Linked DNA regions of Mus musculus: regions 2 and 3 are each linked to region 1. The links are chromatin contacts, called in public ChIA-PET and Hi-C maps. All regions are on one chromosome and are shown on one strand. Each heading gives the region's core, a stretch centred on a gene start, on an enhancer-like site or on the middle of the called end of the contact. The rest is flanking DNA. Distances are from core to core; before and after follow the strand shown.

Region 1 (4,499 bases), core at 1,863-4,362:
ATAATCAGTAGTGTGGGATTAATTGTCTCCTACGTGGTTACTAGCATCTTGTCCAGAATAGATCTATTCTGTGGATATTTTTAAATATGGGCTTACCTTGTGAACATTTTCCCATCTTTTTGTTGTTCTGATTTAGGTTTGTTATTGTTTTGTCTGTTTGTTTTTTGTTTTGTTTTGTTTTGTTTTTTTGAGACCGGATCTTCTTTGTAGACCAGGCTGATATTGAACTCCCAAAGATGCACCAGGCTGTGCCTACCAAGAGCTGGAATTAAAGGAATGTACCACAATGGCTGGCCCTCTTTTTTATTATCCTAATTTTCTGGCATTTAAAAAGCGATAGCTTTAATGGGACACAATTAACAGATACTACACAATTCATCTGCTAAAAAAATGTAAGATTTAAAGACTTTCCCTGGTATTCTCAGACATCTGAAACCATTACCACAGTCAAATTTAAATACTTCCAGTGTCCCAAAAGGCAACTTCTGTCTATTGGCAGGGGCTCACTTTCCTCCCCAGTGTTCAGGAACAAGGGATCTACTTCTGAGTCTATGATTTTCTCTCCAGAATGTCTTCTATCAGTGGCATCAAAGTCTTCTGTGAATGGCTTCGTTCACTTACCACGTTTCTCAGGCTCATCTCGCAGCATGTAAATTACATCGCTGTATTTACATTTCCTAAGTGTCCATGATTCACTGCTACAATGTGCTTGTGAACTGCAAATCAAGTTATGAAGTCCTGGTGCAGAAAAGATGGTTTGATTTTGTGGGGAGTCTGTAGTACAAAGTACTACTTTGTATATTGCTAGTTACATTTGTATATTATGAATTTAAAGAAAACTAATTTTCTGAAAACCACTGAAGCAAGCATGCACCAATGCAAAAGGAGAGCTAGTCCCTTAGAAAGCTGGCACGTGGGCACCCCTGTGACAGACTGTCTGACATATAAATATTCATGCTTCTCACATCTAGTTACTGAGTTCCCGTAAGGCAGACACTACTCAAAACTTCAGTTTTAGCGCTCAAAAAACAAATACAAAAATTCAGAGCTGTGAACTTTATCAGGAGGGGCCAGAAGAAGACAGAGAAAGGAGGGAGAATCCTGGGAAGACTTGAGGAGAGATAGTGCTTCTAAGTTGTGTGGTGACTTCCTGGCCATTGTATTATACACTTTACAACATGCAGGTCTACTGGAAAATTCTTTCGCGTGTAAACAGTTCTCTAGGGACAATTGCTTGACTTTATGAGGCTATGAAAGTGATGTAAGTTTAGTAGACAATACTTCAGACTTTGATATTTTCTCTGTGAGGAAGATAGTCTCCATCAATGTTGGGCACCAAGCAACAACCCCTCATCAGCCATGGAGGCAGGCAGCAGCAGCAGCAGCCATGTGACCACAGGATGGAGTCAGGACATCATCTCAGCCATGTGACCACAGGATGGAGCCCTGCAGGAACCAGAGCTACTGTGTGCTGTGCTGCTAAACTCTGGTTCTTCGGTAGGTTAGCTGCATCCCATGTGTGGTAATGACAATGGACCTTATAGGCTCTTAGGACTGGCACTATTATTAGGAGGTGTGGCCTTGTTGGAGGAAGTGTGTCACTAGGGGTGGACTTTGAAGTTTCAAAAGCTCAACAAAGGCCCAGTGTCATTCCTTTTCCTGCTGCCTGCTGAACCAGCTGTAGAACTCTGGGCTCCTGGGCCCCTTCTCCAGCACCAGGTCTGCCTGCAGGTTGACAAGCTTCCTGCCATGGTGACAATGGACTGAACCTCTGAGCTATAAGTCAGCCCCCACTAAATGTTTTCCTTTATAGGAACGGCCTTGGCTGTGGTGTCTCTTCACAGCAATAGAAATCCTAACCAAGACTTCATGCTTTCATAATTTACAGTATTTTACATTTGCCATGTGCTTATTTGGATGCAACTCATCTTTAATTGAGAAAAATCTGCACTGCACATTATATAGAAGTTAATTTATAAAAGGGGGGGGGGATCAGTCTTCTAGGTAGGAAAGGATAAATAGTGGCAACCCTTAGAACTCCCTTAGAGCCATCTAAGCTAATTTAAAATGGCATTGGCAATGCTGGGCGCACACTGGCTGACTTGGTTCTGTTACGTGCCAAACACCTGACAGCCTGTTGAAGAAGAGCTGGTCCGTGCGTTAAGAAAAGGTGTGCACAGACAGCAAGCAGATCCTGAGCTGATGGTCCCCTTTGTCCTGGAAGAGAACCTACAAAGCCTCTCTCTAGCACGAGAAGATCTTGAATTTTTTTCCCATGAATTTTCAAGTCTCTTTCAACGACACTCACAGATTCGGTTCTCCCAGTCTTAGCAGCCCATTTTACAGACAAGACAATGGAAGCAAGGGCAGTCCAGGTTAACAGAGCCCACTGCTACTAATAAAATCTTATCAACAGTGTGAGGTTCAAATGCACCGCATTTGTTCACAAACTCCAAGAACTGGCTGTTAGAAACAAGGTTCAGAGGGTTTACTGTAAAGCTTGGGAAAGAAGAGCCATCGGCTGCGTGGGTAACAAACGGATGGGATTCATTACTGTGAAGACATGTAGCTTAAACTCCAGATGGAGTCAGACACATCTCCAGGAGCCTCTGAGTGACAGATTTACACTCCACTGTTCATGAAAGGGAGATGCTACAGGGCATCTCCTCCCAGAAAGGCTGCTGTGTGCATTTTTACAAAACACTCTGCCAGTACAGTGCAATGCAAAGCTAAATACAGACTAGTCATCAGCAGGTTCCTTAAGGCAAGTGGCACTCACACTTCATCAGGCCTTACATGGGTGCTTGTCTAGCTAGCACTTGCTAGGGTTGTTCCCAGCCATAATCTGATGTTAATTATTCAGCAGACTTTACAAAGTCCCTGTCTGTTGATTCCCCCCCCCCCCCAGGAAGAATTTACATTTGAGGGGAAACAAGGCATGTTAGCTTAGTTTGGCTGTGACAAACCAGCACAGGCCCCTCGTGTGGCCAAAGTTCAGCCCTAGGGCATAGTAATGCCAGTCGTAGGAAATGAGCTTCCTCGGTTGCTGAGTAGCTTCAACTCTAACCATTGATCACGAGGGAGGAGGCAGAAAGGGCAATGGATATAAGCCAAGGAGGGCGCCAACCAGGAGCTCACAAGTCGAAGGGCACATGCTTGTGGGAGCCACTACACTGCCCTCTGCATACGCAAACCTGCAAATAAGAAACCCCCTTTAATGTTTCCAATGCTATCTGTGGGGGCAAGCACTGTAAAGCAAAATGGCTAATTTTTCTATAATAAAGAGAATTTGAATGAGCAACTTAAATCAATATTAGGCAGTGGTATTATGTGTATTAATATCTACATATCATTAGCATAATCCCAAGTGAATTTTTTCATTACTAAAAGTAATGCTAGGCTTGCCTTTTCATTTCCTTTGGTATTAACTTATATTCAATATAAATTTGGTTAGAAATAACTTTTGTTTGAAAGCTGATCTACTTCCACTCTCTGTGTAGACATGAACAGACACACAGATTGTGTGTGTGTGTGTGTGTGTGTGTGTGTGTGTGTGTTCACATATACAGATTGACAGCAGGATGCTTCAGTTCAGAGACTATCAGAGGAGTGTTTTGCACACAGGCAGAGAGAAAGAGAGGCCCCTTGACTTTTCAATCTCTCTTACAACTTCAGAACTCTGCAGACTTTCTTTGAAAGGGTTACCCAAAATCAACACCTAGATGTGTAAAATCTGGAATTCAGTGACTCTAAAACACAACAATAGGAAAAGCCAAACCCTTCAATACAAGCATCTAATGAGTGCCCCAACCTTCTCTCTGCATGGCACTTCAATCCAAAACCTATGTACAGACTCAAGAATAACTAATGATACCTTTAAGCCTGTGGCTCAAATCAGGACCTCAGAATATGGGCTCAGTTGTCTTAATGGCAGACGGTCACCTCTGGAGAGCACGCAGTGGGAGACACTGGGTGTGCATCAGCAGGCTGTTCTTGGCACTCTCTGTGGCAAAGGCTAGAGCAGGCTTGCTCACAGGAGCCACCCAGACCAGTTCTGTCTGCTGCAGAGATATTGCGAGCCACGTCTGCAATATTAAATGCACTAGGAGTCATGCTAATAGTTTAAAATCAAGTGAATTTAATTTTAAAGTACATTTTATTATCTATTATTTCAACATATATTTAGTATTTTTAAAGGATAATATAATTTTCATTTGTTTCTGTTATACTGTTTTTAGACACGTGTTGGTCAGTTTTATGTTAACGTGACACAAGCTAGAGTCATTTGTTAATTGAGAATTTGTTCCTCATTTGTTAAGAGGAATTCTCAGTTGAGAAAATGCCTCTGTAAGATTGGCCCATAGAAGCCTTCAAGACACAACAGGATCAACTCACATATGAGCTCACAGAGACTGTAGCAGCATGCACAAGTCCTAGGTCCCGGCACTGATCATAGGACGTGGACACTGGATCCCACTCCCAACCAAGAAGCTATCTGC
Region 2 (4,568 bases), core at 1,979-4,478, 80 kb before region 1:
GAGAAAGAGCAGCATGGGAGACACCTATGTAAAGTAGACAAATCCTGCCTAGGTGGGGAATCCAAGGAACAGATGCTTGAGACATCTTAGCCACAGTTGGTAAGCATCCAGGAGCAAGTTCCAGGAGAGGCATCCTATCTCCACCTGCAGGAGATGGAGGAAGCCAAGGACCCTCCTTGGAGCCCTACCCAGAGCACAGAAGGAGTGCTGTGCTCACCCCAAAGACAACAGTCAAAAGAAAAGCAAAAAGGCAGAGCAATGCAAACACTTGTTGATTCCCAACCCCAGCTGTCACCTTTCTAACTCAAAAGCAAACCAACAAAGGAAACAGGCTTTTAGTTACTTACTAAACCTTGTTACTGTTGAAGACCACCACTGAGTTCTCAGCTGGGCTGGATGGTGGCTACTCTCTAGCCCTGGGGTGCATCTTTTACTCGTTATTTTTTTTTTTTTTGCATCATTCAATCTCTAGTTCATCATCGCACATTAATTATTACTGGTGGGTCATTCTGCTCTATACAAGACATAGTGTTGCCGGGTTTGTTCACACAGCAGTGAGTGAAACAGACGAGTCCCTCTCCCTAACTTGGTCAATAAAATCAAGTGAGACAACAGAGGGGAATTAGTGATTGTAAAATGCTATGGAGGAAATAAATGAGGAACCATGTCAGAGGCCAGGCAGGCACAGCAAGGCTGATACAAAAGGCATCTGCCATGGAGAGAGCCCTGCTGTTGCTTAGACAGTTGTTTAATTTTCCTGGACCATCGGAAGACCATCTGCTCACCATTCTGCATCTACGTGTGGACACATGGAATGTGGGCACTTCTGAGCCTGGCCTAGACAACCCACACATTTGGTATCTCACCAGGTGAATGCATTTGACCCTGCTGAGAACTCTGAGAAGGAGCAGGGGATAGAGAGAGGGCACTGAAGTGGCCACGCAGGACATGGCTGATCCTTGTACCTAACACGCATTTTCACCATACTCACGCTGCACTGGGTCCTAAAGGGACACATAAGACCAACCATTTTAACCCTCTGAGGCCTAGAGTTCTGGAACAGAACATTTGGCACATAGACAGGTCTGGCTTTTCCCCCTCCTTCTACTTCCCAAGCAGGTGTTTGTGACTGCCCCTTTGAAAATGTTATTACAAGAGAATAATGTCCTTAAGACTAAGGAGGCTTGGACATCACCAATCACAAATGAGAGAGGATTTGATTGTTACAGCACTGTCATTTCTGTAGGGGAGTGCTCATGACAAGATGACAGGAAGTGAGCAACTCTTCAGCATGCAGCCTGTCACCCAGATCACTTCCATCTAAGCTGACCAAGTGCAACCCAGCGCCATCTCTAAAGGACTAACAGAGCTACTGTGACAGGGACTCACACCCACCTACTGTACTGGATTCAGTGGTCTAATACACACTAACATAATTAACAACAAAACACTGGGGGCTGAGCTTAGTGGTTCATGCTTGCTATCACAGCCCTCAAGAGATTAAGGCAGGAAGATTGCCAAGTTTGAGGCCAGTTTGGGCTACACAGACAGACTGTTTCAGAAAAACCAATAAATGAATGAATCCTGAGGACCCAAAAATAATACAGAATAAAATAACAAAAGGGAAAAATGCAAAGGAAATGAAAGAGGAGGGGAAGGGAAGGGAAGAGACAGGAAATTAAACCAAACAGCAAGGGCACCTGTCCCCTGGAGGCTGGCTATTAGAGGATGTCTCTGTCAGGGCCACCAGTGTAACAGCTCACTCCGCATCGCCCTCACACATCTTTTAGAGATGTGAGTCTCCCTGTCCTTTCCCACTCCTCTCAGAGACTCCCATTTATCTCTTGTCCAGTCAGCACTGAGAGTTCGCCTTTGTATCAGTATCTCTCCTGTGTTTTTACATTATAGAGTGCCTTTGTCATTCATCAAACAAGTCATTTAATTAATACCCCTCCATGTGATGTCAGTACTTTCATTTTTAAGAGCTAGTAATTATTATCTACCCAGAAGACACTTTTCCTGGCCATGGGTCTTAAGCTTGAAGCACCCCCCCCCAAAAAAGACCAATAAAGCAATACTAAGTTTTAATGCCTACCTCTTAAGACACAGACCAGTCTAGGGACTAATGGTTTATTGGGTGACACCATGTTGACTAAGTTGACTAAATATTGGCTAAATCTATGAAGACTCACACAGTAGTGCCCTCACAAGTGCTGAAGGGACAGAAAGATGACTGCAGCACAATAACATTTGTAGTGTCTGTCTGACACTAATTCTCTATCTTGTCCACCTAGCGGTAAGCATTAATAGATATGAAATACAGAAAACCAATTTAAAAAATGGTTCAAGTAACTATGTGTTAAAAGGTCTTTGGATTGGGGAAAAAAAGAGAGGAAAGGAGAATGGGGAGGAAGAAGAAGAGAAGAGAAGAAAGCAAAGCGGGGGGGGGGGGGGGGGGGAGAAGAGGAAAGGGAGGAGAGACTGAGATACAAGGTCTCCGTGCTTTCTTATTCAGCAGACTAAACTTGGAGCCTGGCAATTCTTTCCCAACAGAGAATGTGGTTTCCACCATCAGCTTGATCCAATTTTATTTGGTGCCATGCAAACCAAATACTGAATTCTGCAGTGGCCTTGGTCACCTAACGTCTCAAACCCACCCAGCCATGGACTCACCTTTCTACCTCATCATGGTGGCAAGGTTAATAAACGTAATATTGTTCTCTCAAATCATGGGCTTTGTGAGCAATCGGGACAGGTGACAACGCTGTAAAAGTGAAGTTTACCGTTGCTACAGTAGGTTTAAGGAATCCAAGGTGCTAAATTACTCTGGGGTTGAGGGATAGAGCTGGTAGATAGCCAGGAGAGGGACATTCTTTATCCCTTACACCTGATAAGTGTTGCCTGCATAGAGAATCTCACAAATATTTGCTGGATATGAGTATTCCAAGGCTTTCAGAATCTTTTAATGTCTGCAAAATGATTTTTGAAGGAGCAAAAATCATTGACTGAAAGAAACTTTGTTTTGGTTTTTGTTTTTGTTTTTTTTTTTATCTTTTACTATGTCTTTCAATTTGTTTCAGGTTAATTTTTACCTGAAAGACATTAAGGGCAAAACCCATGTCTCATAGATATTTGTTTGCTTATTTTGTTCTAGAGGTAGAAGCCAAGGCCTTTCATGTGCTAACCATGTGACACAGCAGTGAGCTATGCTCCAGCCCTCTCAGGACTTTCAGAGTCAGAAGCTGGGCAGTAACTGCACTCCGCTATGACTTAACTGGCTTGAAGCTAACTTCTCTCAGTTCTGAGCTCCACCTGTTAGGGTCGGGAGAGTTCTCTCTCCTCCTACGCTCTTCCACAGTGACTCCTGGTCCTGCAATCCAGTCTCAGGCTCTTCTGGGTCTCTGGGATGAGTGTGGTGCTAGAACAGAGCTTCTGGGTAGGGAGAAGGGCTTCCAGAGAAGCCAAAGCCCGGAAGTCACCAGACCCTTCTGCCTGTGGTAGGTCAGCATGGCTGGCTGCTGGCTACAAGCTATCTTCTTTAGCTGCTGTAGTGCAGAGGTTTTCTTGGTGGTTCTGTGCTGCCAAGCAGCTCCTGACAGAATCCAGGGTGACTTAGCGAGTCATCCCTGCAATCTCCCGTCATCTGGGCTCCTCTGGAAACAGTCATTTCCTCTATCCTAGTGCACTTATCTACCTAGTCTCTCCCAGGATCCGCACTCTGGGAGCAGCTTGTTTCTTGGGATTTCTACAGTAAGCCATGTCTCAGTTCTCCATGTCCCCCAACTGCAGAGAACACTTACTTAAACCCTCCAAGGAATCCAGCTCATCCCCTTTTAGTTAAGGTAAAAAGCAGACATGTTCCATGCTTCCCTTTCTAGGGAGGGTGAGATTTGGAGCATAGCATGCATGGGTCTCCAAAATCCTATGGATGATGTTGAGCCACAGACCAGGCTGTGTGCATGCCTGTGTGTCTGCAACCCTGCTTTATCGTCTCATCCATCGCGTTAAAATCCACAGGGAAAGCTTTGGGTATGCACTCCAAATTAAAGCTAAAGTAGTTCCATTTTATTTTACGTGTGTGTGTGTGTGTGTGTGTGTGTGTGTGTGTGTGTGTGTGTGTGTGTGTGTTATACAAGTACTCTGCTACTGAGTTACAATCCTCAGCTCAAAACAGTTCTACTTAATGAGGTGTGGAGAAGAACACTGGGCCATATTGAAAAATGGGAAACACTAACTTCCAAGTTAGGGAGTCAAGTGTGTTCTCGTCACCCCATCACACTTTACACTGTCCATGTTGCTATGTGGCAAGCTGACCCTACACCCAGCTAGACCTCCCTCTGTGTGGCTTAAAGGGTTCCCTCAGTCATCTTCGGATTCTAAGCTCTCCTGTCTCATATCATCTCCTGGAGATGCTGAAGGATCAAAATTAGTCATATGCAAATGAGACTGGCTCTGTTCCCTCTCCAATTTAGCTCTTCTATTCTCTTCCTGAATTTGAACCAAACCATGGACTTCACACAGTAGAGTTAGGGAACTATTCTGAGGCACCGACTCCACAGCATTTTAGG
Region 3 (4,162 bases), core at 139-2,638, 130 kb before region 1:
AGGGAAGACAGTGGTTTATTCACACACAGCAGAGATTGTGAGAGTGTGTAAGATGAGGGAATGAGGCAAAGCGGATTCTGGATGAGAAGGAGCTGAGATGCTGTTGATGGAACAGAAGGATGCAGGCATGGTGCACTTCTGGACAGTGTGCTTGATGTCAGCAGCCCAGATCCCGTAAACTCACCCTCTGGGGCAGTTGTCACTTGGGCATAGAGAAATGCAGGCTCACCAGCCACACACTGGGAACAGAAGCTTAAGGGATGGTTTGGAAGAGGAAGTGGGAAAGGCTTCTGAAGCACAATAAGCCAGGCAGCCACTTCCACTCCTGGAAGTGACATGACAGACATCATTAGCTAGTGGCCTTTTCTCAGCCAAAAGGTCTTCAGACTCCTGAGGCTTGCTCTATGCTCTCTGAGCAGCAGAGTTTGCCAAAATGGAAGGGAAGCCAGTGGACCACTTGGGTCATGTGTCTATCTCTCCGGATGCTGACATGAGAGCCAATCAAAAGCCAGGAAGCTTCCTACCTTAGCTTTCAGTAGGGTCCTGTACACCATTTAAAGGGTTAGCTAATCAAACACCCACGGGAATAATTCTCCAAGGCGCATTTGAGGTATAAAATATGTCACAACGTCTGAAAGTCTCACTTCCTGATTTAACTCAACAAACATACTTCACAAGCAAAATGCACGAATGAATGCCACTCTTAAGGTGGTTCCACAAGCAGAGGAGTGACACGGTAGCATCTGCTTCTACAGCAATGTCCCATGCATACTGGAGGCCCTCCCTAGCCAGGGGCCTTTTCCAGCACAGGAGAGAGTTCTCCCACTGGGTCAACCTGTTTGGCAGTGGTGGAGGTCCCTGAGGTTTGTGGAGGTAGAGAAGGGACACCTTGCTCCCCTTGGAGTCTAAGGATTGAGAAAGCTAATATTTTATTCTTGCATAACAAAAGTTGACTCACCTTGTCAACATAGGGATAAGTCAACATGTTCCTGTGGGCAATATGGGAAAGGTCATGCAAGCAGAGTGCTGAAGCCACTCAAAAACAGGACTTAGGACTGAGATGGGTGGATCCTAGCCCTCTAGATTGGGCTCTGCAGTCCACTCCCTTCTAAAAGTACTGCCTCTGGCCAGTACATAATGAATAAGCAGTATCAGCCTGGCTACTGCCATGTCCCCCAGCTATGAGCAGCAGGTTACTGGTACTATAGATGACTTCCTGGTTCCAACCTCACCTCTAGCTACCATGTGAAGGCTTTGCCTTGCTAATAAAATATTATCTTAAAATTCACTGCTTGGCCAATGGCACCATGGTAACCCAAAGACAAGGTGTGTGGGGCCCCAAAGCAGGGAGCCAGGTATCTGTGTACATAAGCAGGATCTATGGGGTTTGACAAATTGCACACAGGCTACTTTTATGACTCACAGATTGGGATAGGATCAAAGAATAACTACTATCCTATTCCCGTCAGGTGATTTGACTTTGGCAGTTCTACAGATCAAGGGTGTGAGGTCCCAAGCTCCTGTTTAGAATAATCAGCACAAGCTCTGAGTACCTGACCTCCCACTGGAGGAGGGCTCCTGGGAGAGCTGTCATTCCAGCATCAACTGCATGGTTGCTTTTGGTCTCTTACTAAAGAAAATCAGACTAGTCCCATAACGGTTGGCTTTTGAACCTGTCAGCTCCAGGCTCACATTTCACACACTTCTGACTTAATATTCAAATGTGGCTTCCTTGTTGTTTTTAAGTGAATTCAAAAGTGGCAATTCTTTTAGGCCATTAACTCCAACACTTCCTCAGTGACTTTGCCTGTGGTTTTGCGGGGGTGGGGGTGGGATGGGGTGGGGTGGGGTGGGGTGGGGGTGGGGGTTGGTTTTAGTAGTTGAGCTCCAGATGTATGGTGTTTAGGGATAAGAGCCTCCCAAGGACATAGCTAAGGAAGTGATAGTGTTTGTTTCTAAGAGGATAACAAGAGCTTCTAATCCCACAGGGAAATGGAGAGAGAGCAGAAATTTGGGGCCATCATGTGACATTGGGCTTTCTCCAGTCAAGTCTTGGTCTTATGTATCCTTATGGCCCAACAGCTCCTAGTGCACTCTCTGGCTTCAGACAGGCCCTTAATATGCACTAGGTGCATGAATGACTGAATGCAGGGACGCCATCCATACACCACTGGAAAAGAAGATTTCTAAAGATCCTTACTGCCCAATGTGCACGCCTGCTGTTCATGGCTACCTCCCTAGCACCCGTGAGCTTCTTCCCCCTTCCCGTGTTTCTCTACATTTTCTGATCATGTTTTAGGCAGGATTGATTCCAAAGTTGATGCTGATCAGTCAGGGAAAGTTAGCAGTTACCAACCCCTTGACCACAGAGATGAAGTCAGGAATGGGAAAATGAAGTCAAGGAGGGCTGAAATGTCATTCTGATGGTTTTCTCGAAGCACTAATAAATGGGTGGTCTCTTTGCCTGATGTTTCTGAAAGCAGTGCCAATACCCTTGGGGGTATTGGGTCTGTCTAGAAATGACATGGGAAGAACTTGTTAAAGTCCAGTTGAAGAAAAGTATCATCCAAATAATAATAATAATAATAATAATAATAATAACAACAACAACAATAATAGTAATTTAAAAGGCCAGGGGAGTGGAAAGGGTCATGTCCAAACATGCCCGAATCCAGAGCCTCTGGTCTATGTGACCACTGACTGGAATATTCTATTAACTTGCAATCAAGAACACTATGTTACGCCCAAGTTGCAGGTACCCAAAACCCACCGAGGAGTCAACTGTGCTGTAAAACACGTAAGGTCCTTCTTATGAGCTCTCCAGCAAGGTCTCTCAACCTCTCACTGTCACGCAGCAGACACTTTAGTATAGAGGGCTTCAGGGTTTTATTGTGGTTACAGAAAAACTGAGGGAATTTCTGTACAGGTCAGCAAGTTAGTATGTTAAAAACTGCATTTCGGCTGCGGGAGCCGCGGGTTACCGTGCAGACATGGCCAAGTCCAAGAACCACACCACACACAACCAGTCCCGCAAATGGCACAGAAATGGCATCAAGAAACCCCGGTCGCAAAGATACGAATCTCTTAAGGGGGTTGACCCCAAGTTCCTGAGAAACATGCGTTTTGCCAAGAAGCACAACAAGAAAGGCCTGAAGGAGATGCAGGCCAACAATGCAAAGGCAGTGAGTGCGCGCATGCGCAGAGGCCATCAAGGCCCTGGTGAAGCCTCAGGCCATCAAGCCCAAGATGCCAAAAGGCCCCAAACTCAAGCGGCTGGCTTTCACCGCTCACCCTAAGCTTGGGAAGCAGATTCGAAGCTACATGGCCAAGGGTCAGAGGCTCTGCCAACCGAAGCCCAAGGTCCAAACCAAGGCAGAGGCCAAAGCTCCAGCTAAGGCCCAGGCTTCAGCTCCAGCCTAGGCTCCCAAAGGTGCTCAGGCTCCCAAAGGTGCCCAGGCCCCTGTGAAGGCCCCATAGAAAAGGCTCCTGCCAGTGTGAAGACAGACGACTGCTGTGACACACCCACCCACACACTATTTGCAGATGACCAGTGTCCTATGCTGTTCTTACAAATAAACTCAGGCAAGATCTGTTAAAAAAAACAAAACAAAACAAAAAAAACCTGCATTTCTGGTGTAATCTGCAGGAGCCGAACACAAGGACAGAAGCACCTGACAAGCAGGATGGCTGAGTTATCCCTGCCAGATGTCGCAGGTTATTTATGTGCATCTTCACCCTGCTACTGTAGCCTGACTGGCTGTCGCTAAGGTGGTGGGCTGCCATAGGACGCCTGCTTAGGACGACTCTGTGATTTTCTTCCCCGAACTGCAGTTTAGCCCCTGGTCTTGCACAAAATGGAGTTTCTTCAAAAAATGGAGTTGGTTGGGCTTTATAATAACAATTAGCGATAAAACAAAGATGAATTTCTTCAAGCCCGTCTTCAGGCATAGACTAAGTTTTTGTTAGGAATAACATCAAAAACTGGGTCTGACGCCTCTCAGCAGCAGCCAACAGGTGGGAGCAATGGCAAAGCAGAAAAAAACACTTGGTTTTCACTGAGAACCAAGATCAACTTTTCGTTTGTGTCTTGTCCCTCACTAGCCTGCACACTGTAGGTAGATGGGGACCACATTATCTTCACTGTTGGTCTTTAGTCTTAATC

The links. A called contact is a pair of places that touch in the nucleus more often than the background predicts. ChIA-PET counts read pairs in DNA pulled down with a chosen protein or histone mark.
Region 2: a contact with region 1 is called in an ESRRG ChIA-PET map of liver, with 7 times the contacts expected there. The contact joins two enhancer-like sites. A contact is called at or near these places in 1 of 39 promoter capture datasets (embryonic stem cells), 19 of 484 Hi-C or Micro-C datasets (CD8 T cells, the N1E-115 cell line, bone marrow-derived macrophages and 8 more), 10 of 115 datasets of contacts at active chromatin or transcription factors (the HPC-7 cell line, embryonic stem cells, extraembryonic endoderm stem cells and 4 more) and 3 of 9 other capture datasets (adipose tissue, liver and pancreatic islet).
Region 3: a contact with region 1 is called in a Hi-C map of liver, with 2.9 times the contacts expected there. The contact joins two enhancer-like sites. A contact is called at or near these places in 3 of 39 promoter capture datasets (embryonic stem cells and neutrophils), 22 of 484 Hi-C or Micro-C datasets (the Ba/F3 cell line, the C2C12 cell line, LSK cells and 11 more), 14 of 115 datasets of contacts at active chromatin or transcription factors (the HPC-7 cell line, embryonic basal ganglia, embryonic forebrain and 9 more) and 4 of 9 other capture datasets (adipose tissue, bone marrow-derived macrophages, liver and 1 more).

The regions. Positions count from the first base shown.
Region 1 is chr6:54,049,949-54,054,447 of GRCm38.p6, reverse strand. The region is part of intron 1 of Chn2 (chimerin 2); the gene reads right to left. Among named protein-coding and RNA genes, the nearest start is that of Chn2, 12 kb to the right of the region's middle. Within about 2 kb of position 3,112, at least 3 of the 459 cell types and tissues checked have an H3K27ac peak or open chromatin away from gene starts, as enhancers often do. A contact at or near this core is called in hepatocytes and liver, where this site is marked.
Region 2 is chr6:54,129,696-54,134,263 of GRCm38.p6, reverse strand. The region is part of intron 1 of Chn2 (chimerin 2); the gene reads right to left. Among named protein-coding and RNA genes, the nearest start is that of 9530036M11Rik, 20 kb to the left of the region's middle. Within about 2 kb of position 3,228, at least 17 of the 459 cell types and tissues checked have an H3K27ac peak or open chromatin away from gene starts, as enhancers often do. A contact at or near this core is called in hepatocytes and liver, where this site is marked.
Region 3 is chr6:54,176,512-54,180,673 of GRCm38.p6, reverse strand. The region is part of intron 2 of Chn2 (chimerin 2); the gene reads right to left. It also overlaps the pseudogene Gm15526. Among named protein-coding and RNA genes, the nearest start is that of 9530036M11Rik, 26 kb to the right of the region's middle. Within about 2 kb of position 1,388, at least 28 of the 459 cell types and tissues checked have an H3K27ac peak or open chromatin away from gene starts, as enhancers often do. A contact at or near this core is called in liver, where this site is marked.